Linked DNA regions of Capsicum annuum: region 2 is linked to region 1. A link is a contact called in public Hi-C data. All regions are on one chromosome and are shown on one strand. The core of a region is the stretch at or near the end of the contact, and the rest is flanking DNA. Distances in the headings are between cores, read along the strand shown.

Evidence for each region. A called contact is a pair of places that touch in the nucleus more often than the background predicts.
Region 2: a Hi-C map of leaf shows a contact between it and region 1, with 2.2 times the contacts expected there. The contact joins the promoter of LOC107851196 here to the enhancer-like site in region 1. A contact is called at or near these places in 2 of 5 Hi-C or Micro-C datasets (leaf and placenta).

Annotation. Positions count from the first base shown.
Region 1 is chr12:3,053,021-3,057,880 of UCD10Xv1.1, forward strand. It overlaps the pseudogene LOC107849531. Among protein-coding and RNA genes, the nearest start is that of LOC107851751, 17 kb to the right of the region's middle. Within about 2 kb of position 3,326, at least 3 of the 5 cell types and tissues checked have an H3K27ac peak or open chromatin away from gene starts, as enhancers often do. A contact at or near this core is called in leaf, where this site is marked.
Region 2 is chr12:3,096,835-3,101,780 of UCD10Xv1.1, forward strand. LOC107851196 (60S ribosomal export protein NMD3-like) reads left to right here and starts at 3,669. Exons shown (of 4, transcript XM_047400560.1): 1 at 3,669-3,940.

The DNA of each region.
Region 1 (4,860 bases), core at 2,076-4,575:
GACAGCTTTCTAGATGAACAAGGTAAACTTAGTAACGGGTCCTACATGAAGGGTCAAAATCTGGTAGATAATCTTTGTAAATTTGGCTACAGAATCTACAAAATCCTTTTTTGTTTCCCAAAGAGATGTATCAAGCGTCGGCTTTGTAAGTCTACACCAGTTATACCTCCATTTCTTCGACAAGATGCTTGTTCTCACAGCATCTTTACAAGGCAAAAACATCAGAATGAGATCAATTACATTATCAGGGAGATTGGTAAACATGTCAGGTGGTAAACTTCGACGATGCTTTCTTCCTCTAGGCGGCATCATATAACAATAATCTCCAAGACACAGAAAATAAGCAATAATAGAAAGTAAGGAATCTTCAAACTATTTGGACAAAACGGACAAAATCTCCAAACTATCCGGATAGAAATGCTATTCATATAAACATAAGAACAAACCGATCACTTATAAAATAATCACCGACAACAACAACAACAACATGCCCAGTATATTCCCACCAAGTGGGGTCCGGGGGTAAGTGCATGCAGTCCATACCACTAACTCAGAGGTGAGATAGAGAGGTTGTTTTCGATAGACCCCGGCTCAAGATAAAACAATCACCGAGAAGGTTCCAATTTACCCAGGAAGTATCCAACCAGTCTTACACTCGCTCTCCGTTCACCTATTAATCGATGAATGATTCTATCGTTGTCTTTCTTCTCAAATATAATACACCCCTTCCTCTAATGATCGTCTAGTCTTGGCTTTGACATTTGCTAAGGTGGAACCACACAGACAAACAAACAAAAGTGCCAAACTTACCCCTAAACTATCAAATTCGTTTACGTATAAACTATTGCAGGACCTCGACAATATCTGAACATCAACACTTTATTACACTTGAATAAGATTCAAGTGTTATAACCATCATAGCCAACAATATCTGAACGTCAACATTTTAACTCATACAATAAGCTTCTCCAAAGGTCCAAATATATCTATACAAGGCTTCAATCTATTCAGCCAAATCAAACCAACTTTTTCATCAACACATTATTATAAATACATTCGTAGCTCCCGTTTGGCTATAGATTTTGAAGTTAAAACCTAAAAAAAAACTTGAAAATTAGAGTTTTTGAAGTCGTATTTTTTGGAATTTGAAGTTTTTTTCTGGACATGCATGTTACTTGGAAAATTTTTAAAGTTTTATGAGTGCAAGTCCCAAAAATTGGACAAATTTCAACTACTCCCAAAATCTATGGTCAAACGCTAGCATAGTTTCAAAATGGAAAAATAAGAAAACAATAAAAGAAACTTTTTTTTTGTTTTCCATCCGGTGTCCCGTGCCGCATTGGAGCCCCAACTAATCTGAATCGCGCATTGCAGGGCCCATTAAGGTGGCAGCATTCCCAACAAAGTTTTCTCCATACTCAGGTCGAACCCTCGACCTCTGATTAAGGGTGGAGCAGCCCCTGCACCATAACCCATGTTGGTAATAAAAAAAACATAATCATACTATCTATCTGCTTCATCTTGTAAGCTTATAAAATATCATAGCTAACAAAAAGAAGTAAAAAAGGGCACCCGGTGCACTAAAGCTACCGCTATGCACAGTGTCCGGGGAAGGATCCCATCACAAGGGTGTATCGTACGCAACCTTACCTTGCATTTCAGCTAGAGGCTGTTAACAAAAAGAAGTAACACATAAAATTAGCTAAAGAAGTTGTTTCAACAGAGTGCACTAAATTTAAGCAACAAATTAGTAGTTTTACTGTTAGAGTTTTGCAAGGTCTAAAGATCCTATAACTCAAAAACAATAATTAAAAGGAGATGAAAGTAGAATTATACCTTTATGAGTACTTAAGATGGAGGGATTATGGCTAAGCAATTTGGATTTTAATAAGAGTACTAAGAGTGAAAGTTGTAGTGAGCTAAAAAGGTGACATTGTAATAGACTAATAGTAGAAGGAAAAGAAAAGGTCCAAATCCTTTTTTTTAAAATTTTAATAATCGTGGTCGTGGAATCAACTTTTGCACATCCAAATTAATTTCGAAAGATATATGTTATTTTTTTATTAATAATAGGTATTAAATATTTTTATCCACTAAAATTAATATAAAAAATAACACAAAAAGAAAAATTACCTTGTGTTTTAGTTTATGTTGAATTTTGAACTTGAGACTTCGATGGTTTCTAGCTCACTTCTTATTCGTTTATTTGACATATACGTAAACAAACTTTTAAATTTGATCTCACTTTAAGAGTATACATCAATAAATCTCAGTTTCAATTTGATCTTAATTTGATAATTAAATATTTCAACTTATTTTAATTGTGTTTTCATGGACATCCTATACTAACGTGATACATAAATTTTAAAAATATTTGAATGATTATATTTGTAGGTTTGAGTGTTCAACTAATATAGTAAAAATGAGTTGAGGTGTCTAAATATATAAATTTAATATTTAAATATTTACTTATTAACTGAAACAACCCTTTTTTTTACATTTTAAATTTTAAAAATCTCAATAATATTTTAGAATTTATTAAAATTTAAGAAAGAAAATTGAATTTTTAAAATTTATTATGACCACAAAATATGAAGGTAAAAGTGCAAATTTACCAATTCTTTTTGTGGATTACAATTTTGGCCCATTTGGTGACTTTGCATTGATTAGCACTGAATTTGCCACCAAAATTTGCATTGAACACGTGCCTTAAAACTAAATTCACTTCTTAGATTTCTCTCTCTCAGTACTTGAATAAAAGAACAAAAATATACTGAAGAGTTTTCTGACAAAGTACTAAACAAGGGTTTCTGACAAAGACACAAAGAGTTAGGCAAAGGTTCAATCTCTTGTTGGATTTTGAAATCATTAGCAATCTTCTTGCTTGGTAAAATTAAAACTTTTTTCTATTATTTATGTGTTTATTGTGTTTTTTATATCAAAAAATAAGTCTTTTATCTTTTTGTTATTGGTTCAGTTGGCTTTGTGCTTGTGTTGATTTCTTGTCTAAGCTCGAGTGGATAGATTTACCTGATACTTGTGGGTGTAATAATCTGATTGGTAGACTGAGTTACCTGGTACTTTTGGGTTGTGGGGTTGTTGGTGGAATAGTTGATTGGTAGATAGAGTTACCTAGTACTTGGGGATTGGGTGTTGTGGGGTGGTGGGTGGAATAGTCGAGATGTGCTTAAGTTAGGTGCACAATGTTACCCGGTACTTGTGGGTTGTGGGATGGAGTAGTCAAGATGTGCTTAAGCTTGGATGGACAGTGTTACCTGGTGCTTGGCGGTGGGGTGTGGTTTGAGGCTAGAATAGCCGAGATGTGCTTAAGTTCGGTGGACAAAGTTACCCGGTACTTGTGGGTTGTGGGTGGAATAGTCAAGATATGCTTAAGCTTGGATGGACAGAGTTACCCGGTGCTTTGGTGTGGGGTGTAGCTAGAATAGTCAAGATGTGCTTAAGTTCGGTGGACAAAGTTACCGCGTACTTGTGGGTTGTGGGTGGAATAGTCAAGATGTGCTTAAGCTTGGATGGACAGAGTTACCCGGTGCTTGGGGGTGGAGTGTGGCTAGAATAGCCGAGATGTGCTTAAGTTCAGTGGACAAAGTTACCCGGTACTTGTTTTATTATTTTTCTTAATAGTTGTGTCATCCCAATTTGAGACGAGTAAAATGGGACGGAGGGAGTATAATCGATGTGGAAATAATGAATAAAGTCATAAACCCTAATACCCTAATTCCTATTGTGAATAATAATATAAATAATATAAGGAAAAAATACATAAATTAGCATCCTTAAGTATTAAGTTACAAAAAATAGCAAAGCTTTTATCAAATTACATTTTGTAGCATATGTATTTGTATGTATTTGTATTTTTGTAGCAACAGTTTGCAAAAATACAAAATACATATCGATCATAAGGGTAGTAAAAATCATATGTATTTGTATTTTGTAGCAACAGTTTGTAAAAATATAAAATGCAACTTGTTATATTATGTAATTATGAAACTATTGCCATGAAACTCATAATTAAGGAGATAAGTATGTTATTTCTGAATTTTACCCATAATATAATCGGTGGACTTGGGCCAGTGGGTGTCAATTTTATCGGGTTATCGGGTGGCCCGATTAAACAAACAATACTAATAGAAATTATAAACCCGACACACGATCCAATAATTAAAATAACCGATCCATTAACCCGATAAACAAATTATCGATTTGGATTAACAGTTTGAACCGAAATCTGAACAGATCTAAACGTACAATGATCAAATTCATAAGCTTATTAGACAAAATTGTACTACAATAATATTTAATACCATCTAATAATTATCAGTAGCGACAAATAACCTAAGAGAAAAAATAGAAAATGAAGAACAGAAAAACTATTTATACTATATGATTTTACACTACAGATACATATATGCTTTTAAAATTGAAGAAAATGCAAAAAAGAAAAAACAACCGTCATAGGGCGATATTGAATTTTTGATCCCGCTTGACAAAATCTTTTTAAAAAATGACATTCGTTTCTTATCATACATAAGTTCTAGTCATAACGTACGTATATATTTTAGTTTTGCTTATTATGAGACGAGTTTGTACCACTTGAAGATATTACTGATGGAATTAAGCAACTACAAAGCAAAACTTGCGACCAATTGAGTAGGTTTACTGTATTGAAATGTCTCTGTACTCATATCTCATAGACAAAACTAATTAATGTCTGATGGACAATAAAGATCATTTTTTCTAAAAAAATTATTAAGCGGGGCCAAAAACCAGGAGCACTACTTGTACTTGATAATCTCAAGCACCTTTGATGTGTTGAACTTGTTGAAAATGCTTTTGAGCTGC
Region 2 (4,946 bases), core at 2,419-4,918, 44 kb after region 1:
TGAACCATACCGAATTAATATGATATTGTAATAGTATAGAATTTTTAAGAATCAAATACCATAATTACCGTATTGAAGTTTCAAATCTCGTACTATACCGTATCATGTCCATTTCTACATGTCATCATATTTTTGAAGAGGAACCCTGGAGATAAAAATATAAGTTAAGACTGTATTTAATAGATTTCTATAACCAACATGGATTGTGGTGCAGTGGATAGGACTGTTCCACCCTTAACCAGAAGTCGAGGGTTCGACCTTGGTTATGGAGAAAGCTATGTTAGGAGCGCTGCCACCTTAATGGGCCCTGCAATACGCGATCCAAATTAATCGGGACTCCAATGCAGACACCAAACACCAAATGAAAAATCCAAAAAAAAAAAAAAAAGATAGATTTCTATAATTCAGTCTTTCTCCAAACTTCACGGCACCGAATGAAAAAATTAAAAAAAAAAATAGATTTTTATAGTTCACTCTTTCTCCAAACTTCACGTCTAAGAAAAACACTTTAATATATCCTACTCTCTTTTTTACATGTGATCGTATCTTATCAAACAAAAATCACTCCCATTTTTTAACTTAATTGCTTGGCAAAAATGTGACCACGTCTCACTTTGTTGTCATTTACCTCCTACCTCTTTGTTTATTCTTGTAAAAAAGATATTGGAGGCCACCTCAATTTGACGTTTTATCTTTTCATGCAATTTTTCCAACTCTATTGCCTCACAATTTGAATATATTATAGGGAAAATGCTCTCTTCCGCTTTGAATTATACGTAAAATTGTTGAGATACATTCAAATTTTAGGAGAGTTTTATTACTTTTGAATTAATTAAAATGGTATTTTTAACAATCTTAGATCTATGTGGCACACTTGGTACATCAGTAAATCAACAAACTGAAGATCCATGTAGGCACACGTATGTACCACCATGTAGGCACAAAGGTTACCAAAAATACGATTTTAATTAGTCCAGGAGTAATAGGATCCCCCATAAAGTTCAGATGTATGTCAACAATTTTGTGTATTGTTTAGGGTGAAAACAAGTCATTTTTTCTATATTATATTATATTACTCTCTTCGTTTTAATTTATTTCTCTTTATTCTCTCTTTTAATTCATTTTTAAAAAATATTTTTTTTGCTTTTTATAACTTTTTAATTTCAATTTTTCATGTAATATAAATCATAAAATTAAAAAGTATATAGTATATTTATATATATTTCTAATTTAAAATCACAAGATTTAAAAGTTTGTTTAATTTCTTAATCTTCTTTTCTACTTCTCGACGGCTTATAAGCCTTTTAGATCGAGATTCAAAAATCTATTTTGAAAAAATATCATGTGATATCCAAATATCAACAATATGAAATTTCATGAAATAGCAAACATTAGACAATAACCTAATATTTTATCAACAAAATTGAATAATATATGAACAAAACATTAGACTCAATCGAGTCTTAACATTATGGAGGATAATAATTTTCAAAAGATTATTATATTATGCTTAAAGGTGTCCACCATTATCTTTAACAATTAAATAAAATGTTAAAAAGTCACAAGAAAGTTGGACTTGGTTACCAAGAAACATTTTTTTAAGAAAAGTTAATGGAATTATGTTATCAAACTTTTTTGGTCCCACCCAATAATTCCATCTATAAATTAATTCAAATTTGTTGTTTCACATATTCAACAATCACTTGCCTTCTTCACTCAAAAACCATTTTACAAATTTTCTTTTTTTGATTAAATTTGCCATGAATCTACAACAAATTACATATTTTCTTTCAAAAATTCCAATTTTGGGATGTTTTATCAACACCCTTTGCAAATTTCTTTGTCGTGAGAACTTTATTAATGAAAATCATGAGAATGATACACAATTACTTGAGAGAGAAATCAATGAGGATACAACAAATACTAGTAATATAGCAGCTCAAAAGCATTTTCAACAAGTTCAACACATCAAAGGTGCTTGATAGTATCAACTATCAAGCATTCGTACTGATTTTTTGGCCCCGCTTAATATTTTTTTTAGAAAAAAATGATCTTTATTGTCCATCGGACATAAATTAGTTTTGTATAAGACAAGAGTACAGAGACATTTCAATATAGTATGTTTACTCAATTGGTTGCAAGTTTTGCTTCAATAACATCTTGAAATGTCGCGAACTTTTACCTCATAAGCGAAACTAAAATATTATGTTATGAATATGACTAGAACCTATGTATGATTGGAAACAATCATATTTTTAAAGATTTTGTTAAGCGGGATCGAAAATTCAAGATCTTATGATGATTTTTTTTTTTTTTTGGAATTTCTTTATTTTTAAAAGCATATGCATATCCAGTGTAAAATCATATAGTATTAATAGCTGTTTTGTTCTTCATTTTCTATTTATTTTTTTTACTCTTAGGTTGTTTGTAGCTACTGATAATTATTATATAGTAATAGTATTGAAATATTGTAGCACAATTTTGTTTAAAACGCTTATGAATTTGATTATTGTACTTCTCATTATCCTTTTTTGGCTTACTTCGAATTTATTTTCATGTTTATATCGATTTAATGACATAGTTGAGGTTTTTTTTGTTTAATATAATTTGATGTAAATATTGAGTGACGATAAAGGTCATGGTGATAAATTTCAAACCATGTGATTGGAATAATTTGATCAAGTCACAATCATGTTGACTCAATGCATAGAATTCTGTATTATGTGTATCAAGAATATTATTCCACTTGGAAATTGATTATCATACTCGTAGCTCGTTTTATTTACTGAGTTAGAAAATAAAAGTGACATGGTATGGTATTAATAACTTTGTTATAAGGGTTGCGATACTCGTGTCAGGTCCTTCAAACACTGCACGACTTTTGGAGAACCAGATGCTAGTCTGTCAACATTTTTGAAGAATCTGAGCAACTATAGTTTATATACAATGTGAGAATTATTAGCACTATAACTTGAAGATAGTTTTATTCATCTTCATTTTAGTGGATCAAATACGAGTCTGTCGACACTTTTGAAGAGTTTGAACAACATAGTTCATATACATACAATGTGATTAGAATAACATAGTGTTGGGACCGCGTGCAATTATATTCGAACTCCGCACTAGTATGATATTGTCCGCTTTGGGCCAAGCTCTCACGTATTTGTTTTTGGGCACCTCCCAAAAGACCTCATACCAATGGAGTTGGATGACACTTTTAAATATAGGACATGTTTCCTCTATTTTTGTGATGTATTGTTTGCTTCCCAACACATAGTTCATGTCACGAACTCTTACCTCATAAACAAGACTAAAATATACGTACGTTATGGCTAGAACTTATGTGTGATAGGAAACAAATGTCATTTTTTTACAAGATTTTATTAAGCAGGATCAAAAATTCAAGATGACCCTATGACAGTTTTTTTTTGCATTTTCTTCAATTTTAAAAGCATATATGCATATCCCGTGTAAACTCATATAGTATTAATAGTTTTTCTGTGCTTCATTTTCTATTTTTCTCTTACGTTGTTTGTATCTACTGATAATTATTATATGGTATTGAAATATTATTGTAGCACAATTTAGTGTAATGAAGTTTATGAATTTGATCATTGTACTTAGAGCTGTGCAGATTTTGGTTTAAACCGTTAACTCAAACTGATAATTTATTTATCGGGTTAATGAGTCGGATGCCGGGTTTATAATTTCTGTTATTCCTTGTTTTTTTAATCGGGCCACCCGATAACCCGACCACTGGCCTAAGTTCACCAAGTATTATTCACAATAGGAATAGGGTATTAGGGTTTATGACTTTATTCACTATTTCCACATTCTCGCAATTCAATATTCACGAAACTGAAAACGCTGCTCAAATTCAAAAATCTAGAGACAAAATCAAAGGTGAAAGCTTGTGTTGTTGGCTTGTTGCGCTCAACAGGTAGCAAATTTTGCTCCATCGATCATTTGCATGCTCAATTTCTGTTGCTGTTGTTGTTGTTGATAGTCTTCAATTTCTGTTTTACCCATGTATACATAGTGTAACTTCCCGTCTTCCCTACCTGGATATGTCAATGGAAATGAAAGGGACGATTTTCATGCTTACTTCTTGTGATAATTATGGCTATTGCTACTATGTCTCAATATAACAAAATAGGGAAAATGCTCTATCTCCACCTTGAACTATACGCGAAAATGCTGAGACACACCCCATCTTAAAGGGGGTCCTATTATCCCTGGACTAATTAAAATCGTATTTTTGACAACCACTATGCCTATGTGGCACACACGTGAACGTTCAGTGTGTTGGTACACGTATGTTCCACATAGGCACTAAGGTTAGTCCAGGGGTAATAGGACCCCCTTTAAGTTCGGGTGTGTGTCAGCAATTTTGCTTATAGTTCAGGGGTGAAAGAGTGTATTTTCTCAAACAAAATATTAAAAAAGGGAAGTGATGTACTAGTGACCTTTTTATTTGACTAAAAGTAAGTTGAATGGATTAATTTTATTCTACAATGGTTAAACTATAGTTTAACAGTGTCATTTGCCTACTTTGTTGGGTTAAAGGAGAAGTAATAGTAAGGGCAAATGCTCGATTAATTGTTTTTCTGTATGTGGAAGAGATTTGATTGTATTTTCCTCAACATACATAGATTAGTTGTCAAGTTCTGCTTCCTTGTGATCCTCCTAGATATGGAGAATGAAAAGTGTGAGTTTGTCAAGTTCTGTTTATGATCCTCTAGGAATCAATAAATCGTTCCAATGTTTCAACTTTGAATGCCCGAGTGAAAAGGAAAGATATGATTCAGGTCGGTCTTGCATTTATACTTTATGATGACGACACTACTGTTATGTTAAAAATGAACCTTGTGTTGGAAGAAGAACACTTTCTTTGAATTTTGTGATACATGTATTCTTTTGTTCATGAACTAAGGATTTGCACTCTT